3 separate regions of the Mus musculus genome follow, and regions 2 and 3 are each linked to region 1. The links are chromatin contacts, called in public HiChIP or PLAC-seq and Micro-C maps. All regions are on one chromosome and are shown on one strand. Each heading gives the region's core, a stretch centred on a gene start, on an enhancer-like site or on the middle of the called end of the contact. The rest is flanking DNA. Distances are from core to core; before and after follow the strand shown.

Region 1 (4,243 bases), core at 283-2,782:
CATGTAAAATACAGAAATAATCCACATAGGGCTATCTCCTTAGCATCACCCGGCCTCCTGCTAGCACACCTCCCAAGTACAAAGGCAGCTAAGAATACTCATTAAGTGCTTTCTTTTGGTGAAGACTTTCCAAGCCTAGTTTGTACTTCATCTGTGGAAAGTGGTGAGAGTTACCTTCTCCCTCTCTCTCTTTCTCCTTCTCCATCCCCTCCCCCTTTCCTCTTTGGGGTATGGTTCTTCGGGGCTGCCCCAGGACTGGGGATTTGTACTTCCTAGTGCAATCCTCAAGCGATCTCTGTATCTAGAAGCAGGCTGGGCTGGGGAGGCCAGTGGGATATGCTCTTTAATGACCCAGGCATGGATAGATACAAAATCTTGCTAAGTATATCTCAGAGTAGCCCATATCTCTTCTTCCTCACCACTGTGTCTCCTAGATTATAAAGAGGACCCCTACAGCAAGGGGGATCCCTGCAGTACCATCTGCTGTCGTGAGGACCTGAATGGAGCCAGTCCAAGCCCTGGAGGATGCTATGACACCAAGGTAATAGACACTCTGATGCTTTCCAATTTACTCCTAACAAGGAGTTAGGCCAGAGGCAAGATGTTTTTGTAGCATAACCCAGTTTGTCCAACCACATATTAAATTCAGGAAGCAGCTTTGTATATAACTACACCTGGCTCTACAGATTTTTGGTAGATTCTCAGCATTCATACGCTGGCTAACAACCATCTGAACTCCAATTCTGGGATATCTACTACCCTCTTCAGGCTTCTACTGGTACTGCAGGCTTGGTACACATATATACTCTCATAGACAAATACTCGTTAAATAAAATAAACAAACCACACTCCACCTTAAGAAGGGCGAATGAAGATTACACAGTCAAATTTTAGATGGTCTTCTCAAATGTTTTCCTCTCTTTTTCCAGGTGGCAGACATCTTTCTTGCATCTCAGTATAAAGCCTATGCCATTAGTGGTCCCACGGTACAAGATGGACTCCCGCCTTTTAACTGGAATCGGTTCAATGACACGCTCCATCGGGGGATGCCAGAAGTCTTTGACTTTAATTTTGTTACCATGAAACCAATTTTGTCATAGGACAAAAAGTGAGACATAGAGATGACAGAAAGCTGCGAATAGGACACCAAAGGCACTCTTAGCTGTATTTTCCCATCTGTACTCTTAATAAAAAATATTAAATTCCCATCTGTGGTCCTGCGTTTAGCCTTGCTGGGAATGCCGCTTGGTCGGGCGAAATGCCAAGTGCCGATTCACCACTCGAGGTGGAAGAACGCAGCCTTGGATGGGGCCTCAGCCCAAGTGAGACACGACATAGGCTGGGGCTGCAGCTCCCTGACTCCTGAGGAGCCCTGGGCCAGGGGCTCCTAAACTGGACATCCAGATGCCATTAGCAGTCACGGGGAGTTGGGGGCCCATGGGCGCTGGGGAATGAATGGGGGAACTCTAGCCTAGCAGCAGTGAGTCAGGGAGCTGAAGGGGCCTTCTGCCAGAGACTTGGACAGCGAGGCTCTGTAGATGAAGCCTGTCTCCTTGCTGCCCATGGGAGTTCTTGATGAGTCAGTCCTTGGTTTCAAATTGTTTATTGACTGTTCATCATGGAAAACACCACTTCCTCAGGATGGACCAGAGATTAGGTACCTTTTGCAGGAAGGAATGTCTGAGAAGGGAAGCTAATTGGCTAAACGCCCAGGGCCCATCCAGCTATTTCATTAGCATGGAGAACTCTGTTCTGATCTACAAGACCACTGTGGGGAGCGTGGTCATGTGTTCCAGGCCAGGAATATGGCAGGGAGCAGGGAGATGCCTACAATCCGCAGATGGGTACCTGGGTCTCAGAACCCACGCAACCTTACCAAGTTTCCTGGCATGGTCCATCGCCCTACACACATCCATTTTCCATAGAGTTGTTTAACAGCAAACATTTCCTGAAGGGTAGAAAGCTACAGAATAAACATGTATGAAACAAATACACAGAAGGATACAGAAACCCTGTCTCAGTTCACTGTTCTCCTTTTAGGCCTGCAAACATCAATCACAGTTCAAGCTAGAACCAAGTTCAAGTGGAGCTGGAGGCAGGACGAAGGCCTGTTAGAGACACCTGCATTTCCCGCGGTCTTTCTCCTTCCCCTGCTGCTAACAGGGGAAGGATCCTTCCTGGTTGTTAATGGGCAGCAGGTTAGACATGCTGTTCTCTCTCACTAGTTGAAAACACCGTATCTAACCAAGTAGCAGTTCTGTGTAACTCCTACTTTCCCAAAGCCAGGGCACAACATCTGGGTGGAGTACCAGGGAGGGAACTGCTGAACAAGGCACTGAACAGGGAGCAAGGGGTTTTTGTGATGGAAGTGGGAGTTTTTAAAGAAACACAAGGACTGAGAACTCTTGGAATGAGTCAGGGTACTCAGAATGTTAAAAACTCAGTCATTTATTTCAAAGTATAAAGTTCAGGCTTGCTGGACAAACCCCACTACAGTCGACACTTACACACGGACACCATTCTACTGTACATTTAGGAAAGAAAGAAAATGAAAACCTTCAAAACCTAATAAAAATAGGGCAACCAACCTGCTACTGCCCAGTTAGCATTAGACCTTAAGGAGGGTCTTACAGCATCTTATTTACATTTTCAACTGCAACAAACAGAAATTCGGATGCGAGTTTCCTACAGGGACTGATTTTCACATTTACATTTGAAATGGTTGATAAAATCCTCAAGCTAGGATCCCCCAGAAGGTGTTTGATTGCTTTGTTCCCTTATTTACAAAAAGAAGAAGGGAGAGAAAATACATTTAAATATTTAAATGATAGGTAGGTATTCAGAGTAAGGCTAACATAGAAAACACAAAACAAAAGCTCAAACATGACAGTCATTGGCAGATGGGAGCAGTGACTTCACCTCCTCCCTCTCTGCTGACTCAAGGCGATGAGTTTTACAAATTAGTCTCCTGCTCCAACAAACCCCTCATAATTGCTCTAATCTTTATGTGTCCCTTAAATATTTTTTTAAAGCCATTTGCCCTGAAAATGATTAAGGAAGACAGACTCACACATGATTACACAGTTATTGCCTATAGCACAAGGACATGTGTAGTTCCATGAGAGCCAACCAGGCCACCCAATCACTGGGAAGTGGGAAAATTTGACCATATTGAGGATACGGAAATGGCCTACGGAGTCAGGAGAACACTTGAAAGGCTTTCTTTGTGGTACCTACGGGGTGAAATCACAGCCTGTCAAGAGAGGATGCCACACAGAGCATTCTAAATCAGACAGTACTGGGAGACACCAGGGAAGAAATGGGCATCCCTGCCATGTCACACTAAGTGGCAACTGGGAGGATATTTAAAGCGATTGGAGCAAGCCCCCAGAACACCTGTCCAACACTGGAAGAGAGCTCTGAAGAGATGCCTCACGCTTGCAAAAGTATCCTTTATCTGGCATAGGTGGGGGGGGGGGGAACACTGCTCTGTGAGGCAAATGCTATCCCAACAGGTATTTCCAAGGAAGAAAGCTCTGTTCCTTTCATAAAGTCATACTGCATCACACAGTACAGAAAGCACTCTGCAGATGTAGAAGGATGGACTGGAGCCTGGAGCCAGGGACAGAGCCACCGTGTAAAGTGAACTGCTACAACAAGCTGCTTCTGTATGCCATTCGCCAGAACATAAAGAGGCTTACTCACACTTAAAACAGGGTGAAAAGTACTCAGACAAAGTGCAAATGAGGGAGTGACAGACAGCTGTCACTGCTAGTTACTCGAGAAGCATCTGTCGCTTCATCTACAGATTCCAGAAGTTTCCAGGACTCCCACTAAGACAACACTTACCAGTATTGTCAGGCTAAAAAATGTAGCAAACTTGAATCCCCCAAAATGGGACAATGGAGCTTCTTTATAACACTTTGAGAAGAGATCCCAGGGTGGAAACTGTCCCCCACTCTCCCCACAGACAGCCAAAGAAAAAGCCAAGGCCCCTCAGCACCCACATTCTGCCTCGTGTAAGCGGCGCACACTCCGGGAAGCCAGCACCACTGCTGCCCGAGGCACGCGTCCTGCTCGGTGAGCTGAGGAGCCGATCCACAAGTGCATTTCCTCTTCCCAACTCGTTTCTGTCTATACCTTCTTTCCAATCTGGAATAAACAGGTTTCCGTAATTACTTTCTACAGTAAATCTACATCTAGAGCCACTATTTGGGATTTTTTTTTTTTCCTTTGACAAAAA
Region 2 (4,496 bases), core at 167-2,666, 140 kb after region 1:
AAGTGCTCCTCTCAGTGTTTCAGACCCTCCTACCTCCCTCCCCGCCCCCACTCTCCAGCACAGGCAATAAACCAGGCCGCAAAGTCCTCCCCTCCCCCCAAGGCCTTGGCCAGCTCTCTGAAAACTGATATCCTGGGGCCCTTTTTCCCTCACCAGCTACAGTCAGAAGCAGCAGGAGGGAAAATGTGGACCGGATCTCAACAGAGAGTCCCGACTCTGAACTTTCTCTGCGATGATATGCAACCGATCCGGCACCAGGCCTGGTATTTCATCTGACTTTGCCACCCCAGGAACTGGGTTTAGGTTCCAGCAAGTCCCCGTCCAGTTCAGGTCTGTCTGTAAAATCCATGCTAGATTTTCCATTTCACCCTAGTGAAGTCTCAGCCTGTGGCTGTTGTTCTCAATCCAGCTCAGAAACTGGCTCAAACCGCCCTGAACTGGATTTGGTGGCTGTTGAGACACAGTTTCTGCCTCTTTGTTAGGGCGGAACCGCCCCATTCTCTACACCTCCCGCCCTCCCTCAATCCAGTGTCCTACAACAATCTCCCACCCACCCCACCCCCATTCCCTTTTTCTTAAAAAACAAAACAAACAACCCCCCCAAAACAAAACAAAACAAAAAAACTATGAAGTAGATTAAATTAAATTCTTTTTTTTTTAATGGATCTAGGTTGTAAGCCTTTTGGCTTTATGATATTAGTTATTTCTGAGTTGTTATCTTATCAGTTAACATGGTGCGCTTCAAATGATGCTCAGACAGGCCCAGAAACAACTACATTTCTCATCACTGACTTAAGGTTTTGGGTAGAGTTCATTGCTCATTTCCATTTCATTAACTGTAAGGTAAAAGAATTTGATAATTTTTATTACCATTCAGAGCTGGGGAACAGTATCTGTGCTCACTGCCTTCCGCAACTGTAGACGTGCCAGAGGAAGAACTGAAGGACGCAGATGGGTTTGTTTTTCCAGTTGTAACTTTACCCCTGGATCAGATGGTGTGAACTGTAAGATACAGGAGGCTGACTGGGGGTTGCCGGGTGAGGGAAGAGCAGGATTCTTCCCAGAATGTGGGTAGGGGCAAAGTGGGGATGTGACAGATTCAGGTCAAAACACTGCTGAGAGATTTGTGAATTTTAGCTATATCACACGCAGGCGTTTCTTATGTCTGGGATTAGACAGGCATGTAGCATGATGCTGAAGTGAAATTCCCCCAGGTTTGTCCACTTGAAAATGCCCAGTAGTCGTATGTTTATGCTATTATCTCAATAAAAAGATCGTCTCGATTTCTCTCATTCTTTTTTCTTTGACAAGAATTTCTTATTTCGAGTTTTTTTGAGAACTCCGGAAGAGACACTAGAAAAAGCAACCATGATCTGGGTGTGGCTCCATGTTGTGTCTGACGGCTCCCTCGTCGCCCTCTGCTGGCCAGTTCAGGTAGTGTGTGAAGCTGTCAGAAAGCTGCTGAGCAGTTTCTTGTCCAAACCCAAAATGCCTGGCCGCCTAGCTGAGGATGCTTCATTCTGCCTGTTTCATATGCATCTCTTCTTATTCCTATGCATGGCATTTGAAATGCTTCTATAATAGTTCATGGGATTAACTATAAATTAATTAGTTAAAGTTTAGCCCTAAATCCGGAGTCAAGGGCTGGGAACAGCCTTTTTTCTCCTGTGTTAAGAACCAGAGTCGCGAAGGTGGTGAGTGGCAGCAACCCTCAGGAGGTGGGTGTGTTGATCAGGAGTTCAAGGTTATGTAAGCAGTTTGAGGCCGGTCTGAGGTACATGAAACCCTGCATTTTGCAAAACAAAACCCAAAGTTGTTTATTTAAGTAATTTCAGTGGAGCATAAAGTTCTGGGAAAAGGCCAATTGTAGCAGGCAACCTAGAGAAGCTATTTATTTATAAGAAAGGGAAGGTTGACACTTGCTCCCTTCCTGCTCCCTTCCTCTCTCTCTGCCGGATAGAGTCTGCTGTAGGTACCTTTGGTTTCCCGGAATCCTGAAAATGGGTATGAGATAAATGTGAATGCATCCATTGAATTTGGTCCTCTGAGATTCAGGAGTGCTAAGTAATTATTGTAGGAAGGCACAAAATATCTATATAGAACTTTCCAGAATGTGAAACCTTAGAGGGGATTCTAGAAAGGTAGAAATTAAGGTATGGCCTCTGGCCTTCTGATGGTCCAGTGGGCTCTTTAGGCCACCCTCATTATCTGCTCTATAAGCTGGCGATCCACAGGCGCCCTGGCATCTCATCCTCTCTGGTTTCAGGCCTTTCCTCCCTGGGCCTGGCGGAACACTTGGCCTCCTTCCTCCTCCCAGTCTACTTGGTTACAGTACACTGCAGTGGTGTGCACGCGTGCGCCCTCACATGGTGTGCTTGTTCTATAGGTTCCCTGTCTCCTCCTTTAAGCTTTATATTCCCCTTAAGCCATGTCCTTCTGATCAAAATTGAACAACTGGCTTGTGACACCGTACCTGCTAAAAAGCAAGGAATAAATATGTGTTGAACAGATGGATCAAATTCAAATACATTCTCTTGGCCCAGGCCTATCACTTCCTGGAGTCTTCTTTTCCTATCACGTGGCTTTTTGGACACTTGACCTTCTATGCCTTTTCTGTCCTGGGCTCTGGGGTGTCTTTCCTGGGGTGAGAGCTTTCAGCTGACTCCTCGCAGTTGAGCTCCTGACGTCCTGATAAACAAGCCTGTAGCCCCGGCAGTCTGTGTTTTCTCCTCAGTGGTACTTGATTCATCCTGAGGTGGAACTGGATTCCAGGGGTGTTGTCTGAGCATGAGATTGCTTGCCTGCGTGGTGCTCCCACCCCCACCTCCAACAATACTTCCTTTGTTCCGGGGGAGAAACGCCTTACCATTCCATCTTCTAAAAGAACTCCCTCTGCTGGCCACAGGCGGCCTTGGCTGTGCTACATTTAAAAGCCCCAGAACTTCAAGTGGCAGTTTGCATGGTCCTGAGCCTGTGTCCCAGGTGTCACTTCTTCTCTGGTTGTCAGCCACGCCCAGGAGTAATTTATTGAAGCTATAATTTCTTTCTCTCTCCTCTTCTATTTTTATTTCTTCCTGTTTGAGGCATGCTCTTTAGCCCAGATTGGCCTCCTGCCTCCGACTTCTGAGTCCTAGACTTATATTCATGGGCCGCCATCCCCAGATTATTTGGTGTTGAGGATTGACTTCTGGGCTTTGTGGATGCTATGTAAATACCCTACCAACCGAGTTACAGCCCCACCCTGGCTTTCTTGGATTCATTCTATAGTTCTAAAAGCTCTAGAGAAGACTTTGGAGATGTGTCTCTGTTCTGTATTCTCTGAGCTGCTGTTTGAATTTAAGATTTTTAAGTGTGTGTGCGTGCGCACGCACACGTGCGAGTAGATGCCAGAGGAGGGTTCCAGGGCATCTTTTTCCTTTTCAGTCCTATTCCTTTGAGGCGGGGTCTCTCTCCGAACCAGGCAGGACCTTTTGTTATCTCAGCTAGGCTGGGAAGTGAACAAATCCCAGCAATCCTCCTGTCTCCACCCTCTCAATGGTGCAGCTTCAGATTTGGGCAGGTTCTCTGCTGGTTTGTTAGATGGGTGATGGGATTTGAAATCTGGTCCTCAAGGTTTTGAATGTGCTCTTATCAGCCGAGCCATCTCTCCGGCCCTGGTTGTTTGTATTTTGACTCAGGGTGTTGCTATGCGATCACGGTTGCCTGGTACTAGCCTGGTAATTGGGTAACCCACAGTGGCCTCAAACTCGTGATCTTTCGAGGACTGAGATTACAGGCATGAGTGAACACTCCCGGCTCACCAAGTGGCTTTGCTTAACGAATGGTTGTATAACTGAATTTTCTCAACTGCCTGTAACTTGTGGCTTTCACTTCATTTTAATAATAAATTCAATTTTGAGACATGGATTACTCTATAGACTAGGCTGGTCTGATGCTCTTTGTGTTGAACTCTAAGCAATCCTCCAGCTTCAGTTTTTGGAATGTTGACATTGCAGGCTGGTAGTTCTGTACCCTTAGGAGATGATAAAGGCTGGAGGTGAAGCCTAATTAGAGAAGTAACTGCTGAGCCTGGTCTCAGGGGCTGTCAGCCCTCTTTCTCTTAGACAGGGTCTCTCTCTCTGTGACCCTGGCTGTCCTGAGACTCTCTAAGTAGACCAGACTGGCCTTGAATTCACAGCGATCTGCCTCTATCTCTCAAATGCTGGAATTAAAGATGCGCCCCTGAAAACCTGTCCTCTTGTGACCCTTGCTGCTGCAATGGTCAACAAAAACTAAGAAATTTCCTTCTCCCCCATCCTCCCTTAGAGACCTTTGACTCAGCACAAACAGCTGACCACGGACTGAACCCCAGACTAAATAAAGCCTGCAGCACACAGAGCCAAGTTAAATTTCTATTCCTCCTGTGGATGGCTTGCTTGGCATTTGTCACACAGACCAAAGCCACCTCATCCAGCTCTGCTCAGCGGTGTGTGTGAAAGCAACCACTGCATGCAGAA
Region 3 (4,546 bases), core at 414-2,913, 220 kb before region 1:
ATAGGTCTTGCTATTACTGACACTCAAAGAGTAATCAAAACAAGAATTAATGACATTCCCAGGCATCAAGGCTTCTAACTGTAATTCAATCCATCTAAACAATGAGACAGAGGGATAGGGAGATGGTGGCCAGCCCAGATTATTTATTGAATACTTATTTTTTTTCCCACTAAGTCAAAGGTAGTTTTAGTATGGTACTGATGTTACATTGTTAGGGAACACATTTGTTTTAATATAAATTGTAAATGTTCTATTGGTTATTAATTCATTGTAACATTAGTGCCTATCTACAACATCCTAAAAATTAATATACACCTCAATCAGTTCTTTCAAAGTACTTGATGTCAAAAATTCCCTTAGGACCTTTTCTGTTAAGGATGCTGAAACTAAGTTGAAAAATAACCAAGTGTGAGGGTGTTTTTGGTTTTTTGATTTGTGTTTTTTTGTTTTTGGTTTTTTGTTGTTTTGTTTTGCTTTTTGGTTTTTTTTCGAGACAGACCAAGTTCACACTTTATGAAGATTTCGTTTTAAATGCTTACCTTTAAGGGGAAAGGATGGGGAGGAGTCTTAAGGAATGGGGATGTAGAAGGGAAATATAATAGCTATTTCTGGTTATCAGCTATATCTAGAACAAACCACAATCCAGAATTGGAAGGTTCACCTGTGATCCAGATCTTGAGGCTGGGAAATACAAGTTTCTGACCTTGATCTTGGCATGGAAATCTTGAGGCATAGTGGCTATGTATCCCCAGGAGAGTAAGGTAAGATCTCTGAGTACAAGGCCCAGATCCAGGCGTGGCGGTACACACCTTTAATCTGAACCACACCTTCTTCTGGAGATCTATAAGACATTGGAAGATGGAAGTTTTTCTCTTCCTCCTCTGCTTGCATTTACTTGCCAGCCCATCAGTTGGAATCTACTAGCCTGGTGGGACTGAGCAACTCCTAGATCCTTGGACTTCCCATTCACAGCTGACCATTGTTGGGGAGGTGGACTACAGACCGTAAGTCATCATAACAAAGTCCCTTTCTATATAGAGACTATCCACAAGTTCTGTGACTCTAGAGAACCCTCAAAGGAAGACTTCAGATAAATCTAGAGTGTGCAATGACATCATAAAGGAGTTTGGGTTGATGCAAAGTTCATTTGAAGTGTTATGTAATAACTTCTCCTCTGGAAAATCGACAAATGTACCGTTTCTCTTTTAAAATATACATTTTCGTGTAGATTTATGAGTCTCCCCTAGGAACTATTTGTTCAGTTCATCACATGCTGTAGGTTTAGAGGGCTGATGTTTGCTGAGCACCTTAGACTCGGTGCCCAGTGTTATTACCTAACTTGTTTTCTATGGAAGCATTCCTGAAAAACAGCATCCATTTACACACGACAACTAACACAGATCCAATGGCCGACACAGAAGCGTACGCATACCGCTACCTAGTGTGTCCCCAGAGAGAAGCAGTTGCGGAAATGCGTCAGAATTCTGAGAACAATTGGCCAATCAAATAGCAGCTTCCTTACTTTTTATTTCTATTGGGTTATATTAGTGTCAATCTACAATACTCTGGAATGAGGCGGGTCTCTTGGCCTATAGTTATCCAATCGGATAGTGAATGAGAGCGGAAGTACCTCTGGCTCTGAAGTTGTTGTATTCGCTCTATGGGCCCAGTGCCTGGCAACGCGGTGAGATCGCGGCCAGCGGGAACAGGAAGTGACGTGAGCTGGCGGAGGGGCGCGAGGTTTCAAGATGGCGGTTCCCGGGTGGTTGACCGAGGGGCAGAGGTGAAGGCCCCTTCGCAGAGAGTCCTCCGGGACCGCCCGCTAGCTGCTCTCGCCGTCCCGGGAGCCTCGCAGTCGTGTGAGTGCGTGGGGACTCGGTGCTCCGTTTTCCGCGACCCTCCCCGGGGCCTGCGAAGCCTTCTCTGAAACACCAGGCCCAGAGGCCGCGCTCTTCCTCCGCTGGGCCCGGGGTGGCGGGAGCCTCGGGTTTCAGGGCTCGGGGCCGGCCTGGCACTGCGTCCGACGGGTTCTCGGGCGGGATCTCCCGCCGGGTCAGACCCACCGCCCGAGTGCGGCGACCGGTGGCGGCGGGCTGACGTCTAGCCGCTCGAGTCGCTATCAACCGTCGCTATGGTTTCGGCAGTTGCTGTGAGGCCTCCTGGAGTGGACCCGGACCGGACCGGACCGGTCGGGTTGCGTTTGTGCTGCCTGGGTTCCCATGGTCTTTTGACCTTGTCTCTGCCAACGTTTGCAGGCAGAGGCACTATGGTCTTGTAAAAATTCTCCTTGACTCGTAGCTGATTGGTTTTTAGGTGTGTGTGATGGGATGGCGTCAAAACGAGAGCCCGAGGCTGGTTTAAGAAGGGAAACACTAAAGAAAAGATCAAAAATAGAATTTGTTGTATCCGTGCCTTTTTGTAGTTCCCTATAGTCAGTACCCTTCTCTTCCCTTCTTCCCAAACTCCTGCCCCTTCTGCTTTCTGATAGAGAAACATCTGTAATGACATAATCGACACCGATCAGTTCTGAAATATCTGGGAAGCAGCAGGGAGCCGGCCAGCTGAACGCTTGATGAAAAAAAGCATTAACTAAAACAACTTACAGAGTCCCACCTAAGGAGCCAAGGGAATTAGAGTCTCAAATTTACCTCGGGATCTTCCCTTTCCTAATGTAGAAAGAAAGTAGATTTGTTTAATGCTTAAAGGGGGAGCCACAGGAGATGTAGCCTGTAGGAAAGTGTCGCACACTTTGAACAGGAAATATTTGTTCCTTTTTTTACTATGGGCAAGGCTAATTTTTGGAAGTTTCATTCATTTGGAATGGAAGAGAAAGAAGTGATAATAATGAAAGCCTGGCCTTAAAATATTTCCCTACCGTGACTACCACTTTTAATTCCCTCAAAATACATAAATCAGGAGTCATATGTGCTAGTAAGAATATACTTTAATGTTAAGTTTGAGGAGTTCTAATACTTCATTTTTTATTTCTTTTGTTTGAGAGTCATAAATCATTTGATTTGGTATTAAATCAAGATAAATATGTTTGAATGGATTGCATTTTGCCATCTGGCGTGTGGAATGAGCAGTCTAAGGAGAAAGTAAAGAGCATGTATTTGTCTTTAACCCAGATTCATTATCTCCACTCCTGTTTCATATCCCCTTATACAGGTCGGAAAGATGTCCTCAGGGTTTGCATTGCATTGTTAGAATATTTCTCAATTGGTTTTGGTTTGTTTTGAGATCGTCTCATATGGCTCAGTCTATATTCCAAACAATAGCATTATAAGTGCAAAGTTCTTGTTGATTTCTTTATTCAGTTAACAGCACTATATAATCCATAGGAAAGGGTTAAACTTTTGAGTAGTTAATGATATTCTCACTGTGTTGACTAGTACAGATACTAGCCTTTTCTTTGTGGTCAAGAAAGGTAAAGAAAGCCGGGCGTGGTGGCGCACGCCTTTAATCCCAGCACTTGGGAGGCAGAGGCAGGCGGATTTCTGAGTTCGAGGCCAGCCTGGTCTACAGAGTGAGTTCCAGGACAGCCAGGGCTAGCTATACAGAGAAACCCTGTCTCGAAAAAAAAAAAAAAAAAAAAAAAAAAGAAAGGTAAAGAAATAATTTCTTGGATGCTTCATTCAAAATTAAAGAGCACGGTCTTACAAGTAGAGAACCAAAGGGATATTTCTTTACAGAAATTGATGCAAATTCGTAAAAGGAAGTCTTTTTACACATACAGCAAAACTGAGTTCTTTATATCTTTTCTTTCCAGTTTTTTTTTTTTTTAATGAAGAAGTAAATCATATAAATTGTCACCATGGGACGAAGATCAACATCCTCCACCAAGAGTGGGAAGTTTATGAACCCCACAGACCAAGCCCGTAAGTACGGAAGGAAGAAGTAGAAGGGTTAAAACTGGCAGACTCTTTCATGGTGGCCTAAGTTCAGCGTTGGTAGAGTGGGGTGTGTGAGGTCATGTAGAATTCTTAAAATGGACTCATGGTTAGAATGTTGAGAGTGTAAGCTGCTTAACACATTTCTCCTCATACTTGACTGGCTAGCAGGAGAAAATTAAGTCTTTTTTATGTTAGAATTTTTAACAAATGAGTTTTTAAGTGTGTGATTTGAGAATCCCTTTTCTTCCTTGTGGTTCAGTTATTTTTCTGTAAAGAACACATCTTGGCATTTTGGGTTGAGAGGGTTGGAAGCACTAAGTTCCCTAGTGGGTCAAAGCCATGTTTGTTCCATTCACCGACACTGTTAACAGTTGTAGTAGCTCATAGTAATGTTGGTGATGGAAGTGTGAGTTATGGCCTCTCTTCCTCTCTCCTTAGGAAAGGAAGCCCGAAAAAGAGAACTGAAAAAGGTACGAATTTAGAAACATTCTGTGAATTGTTCTAACATTTGTGAAATTTCAAATTATATTGCCAGGAAAGACGCTTTATGCTATACTGCTGATGAAAGCCAGAAAATTGACTGGTAAAAAACTGACATAACTCTGGAGATTTGATTCATGGTGACTTGTACGACATTGTCTATTTGATTCTCT

Evidence for each region. A called contact is a pair of places that touch in the nucleus more often than the background predicts. HiChIP or PLAC-seq counts read pairs in DNA pulled down with a chosen protein or histone mark.
Region 2: a Micro-C map of the HL-1 cell line shows a contact between it and region 1, with 2.5 times the contacts expected there. The contact joins two enhancer-like sites. A contact is called at or near these places in 5 of 39 promoter capture datasets (the 3T3-L1 cell line, cranial neural crest, hippocampal neurons and 2 more), 6 of 484 Hi-C or Micro-C datasets (the HL-1 cell line, adipose-derived mesenchymal stem cells, brain and 3 more), 6 of 115 datasets of contacts at active chromatin or transcription factors (T-cell acute lymphoblastic leukemia, double positive thymocytes, embryonic fibroblasts and 3 more) and 3 of 9 other capture datasets (adipose tissue, liver and pancreatic islet).
Region 3: a contact with region 1 is called in an HNF4G HiChIP or PLAC-seq map of pancreatic cancer cells. The contact joins the promoter of Wbp11 here to the enhancer-like site in region 1. A contact is called at or near these places in 6 of 39 promoter capture datasets (Sertoli cells, embryonic stem cells, liver and 2 more), 6 of 484 Hi-C or Micro-C datasets (LSK cells, the N1E-115 cell line, embryonic stem cells and 2 more), 11 of 115 datasets of contacts at active chromatin or transcription factors (DN3 thymocytes, embryonic stem cells, epiblast stem cells and 3 more) and 4 of 9 other capture datasets (adipose tissue, embryonic stem cells, liver and 1 more).

The regions. Positions count from the first base shown.
Region 1 is chr6:136,609,035-136,613,277 of GRCm38.p6, reverse strand. Plbd1 (phospholipase B domain containing 1) reads left to right here. Exons shown (of 11, transcript NM_025806.2): 10 at 435-541; 11 at 930-1,207. The coding sequence ends at 1,100. It also overlaps a transcript of Atf7ip not described here. Among named protein-coding and RNA genes, the nearest start is that of Gm40409, 19 kb to the left of the region's middle. Within about 2 kb of position 1,532, at least 20 of the 459 cell types and tissues checked have an H3K27ac peak or open chromatin away from gene starts, as enhancers often do. A contact at or near this core is called in the HL-1 cell line and pancreatic cancer cells, where this site is marked.
Region 2 is chr6:136,464,436-136,468,931 of GRCm38.p6, reverse strand. All of the region lies in intron 1 of Gm36897 (predicted gene, 36897), which reads right to left. Among named protein-coding and RNA genes, the nearest start is that of Gm36897, 3.0 kb to the right of the region's middle. Within about 2 kb of position 1,416, at least 383 of the 459 cell types and tissues checked have an H3K27ac peak or open chromatin away from gene starts, as enhancers often do. A contact at or near this core is called in the HL-1 cell line and pancreatic cancer cells, where this site is marked.
Region 3 is chr6:136,825,333-136,829,878 of GRCm38.p6, reverse strand. It overlaps Wbp11 (WW domain binding protein 11), which reads left to right and starts at 1,663. Exons shown (of 12, transcript NM_021714.4): 1 at 1,663-1,859; 2 at 3,770-3,878; 3 at 4,332-4,363. The coding sequence starts at 3,815. BC049715 (cDNA sequence BC049715) reads right to left here and starts at 1,036. Exons shown (of 3, transcript NM_178776.3): 1 at 810-1,036.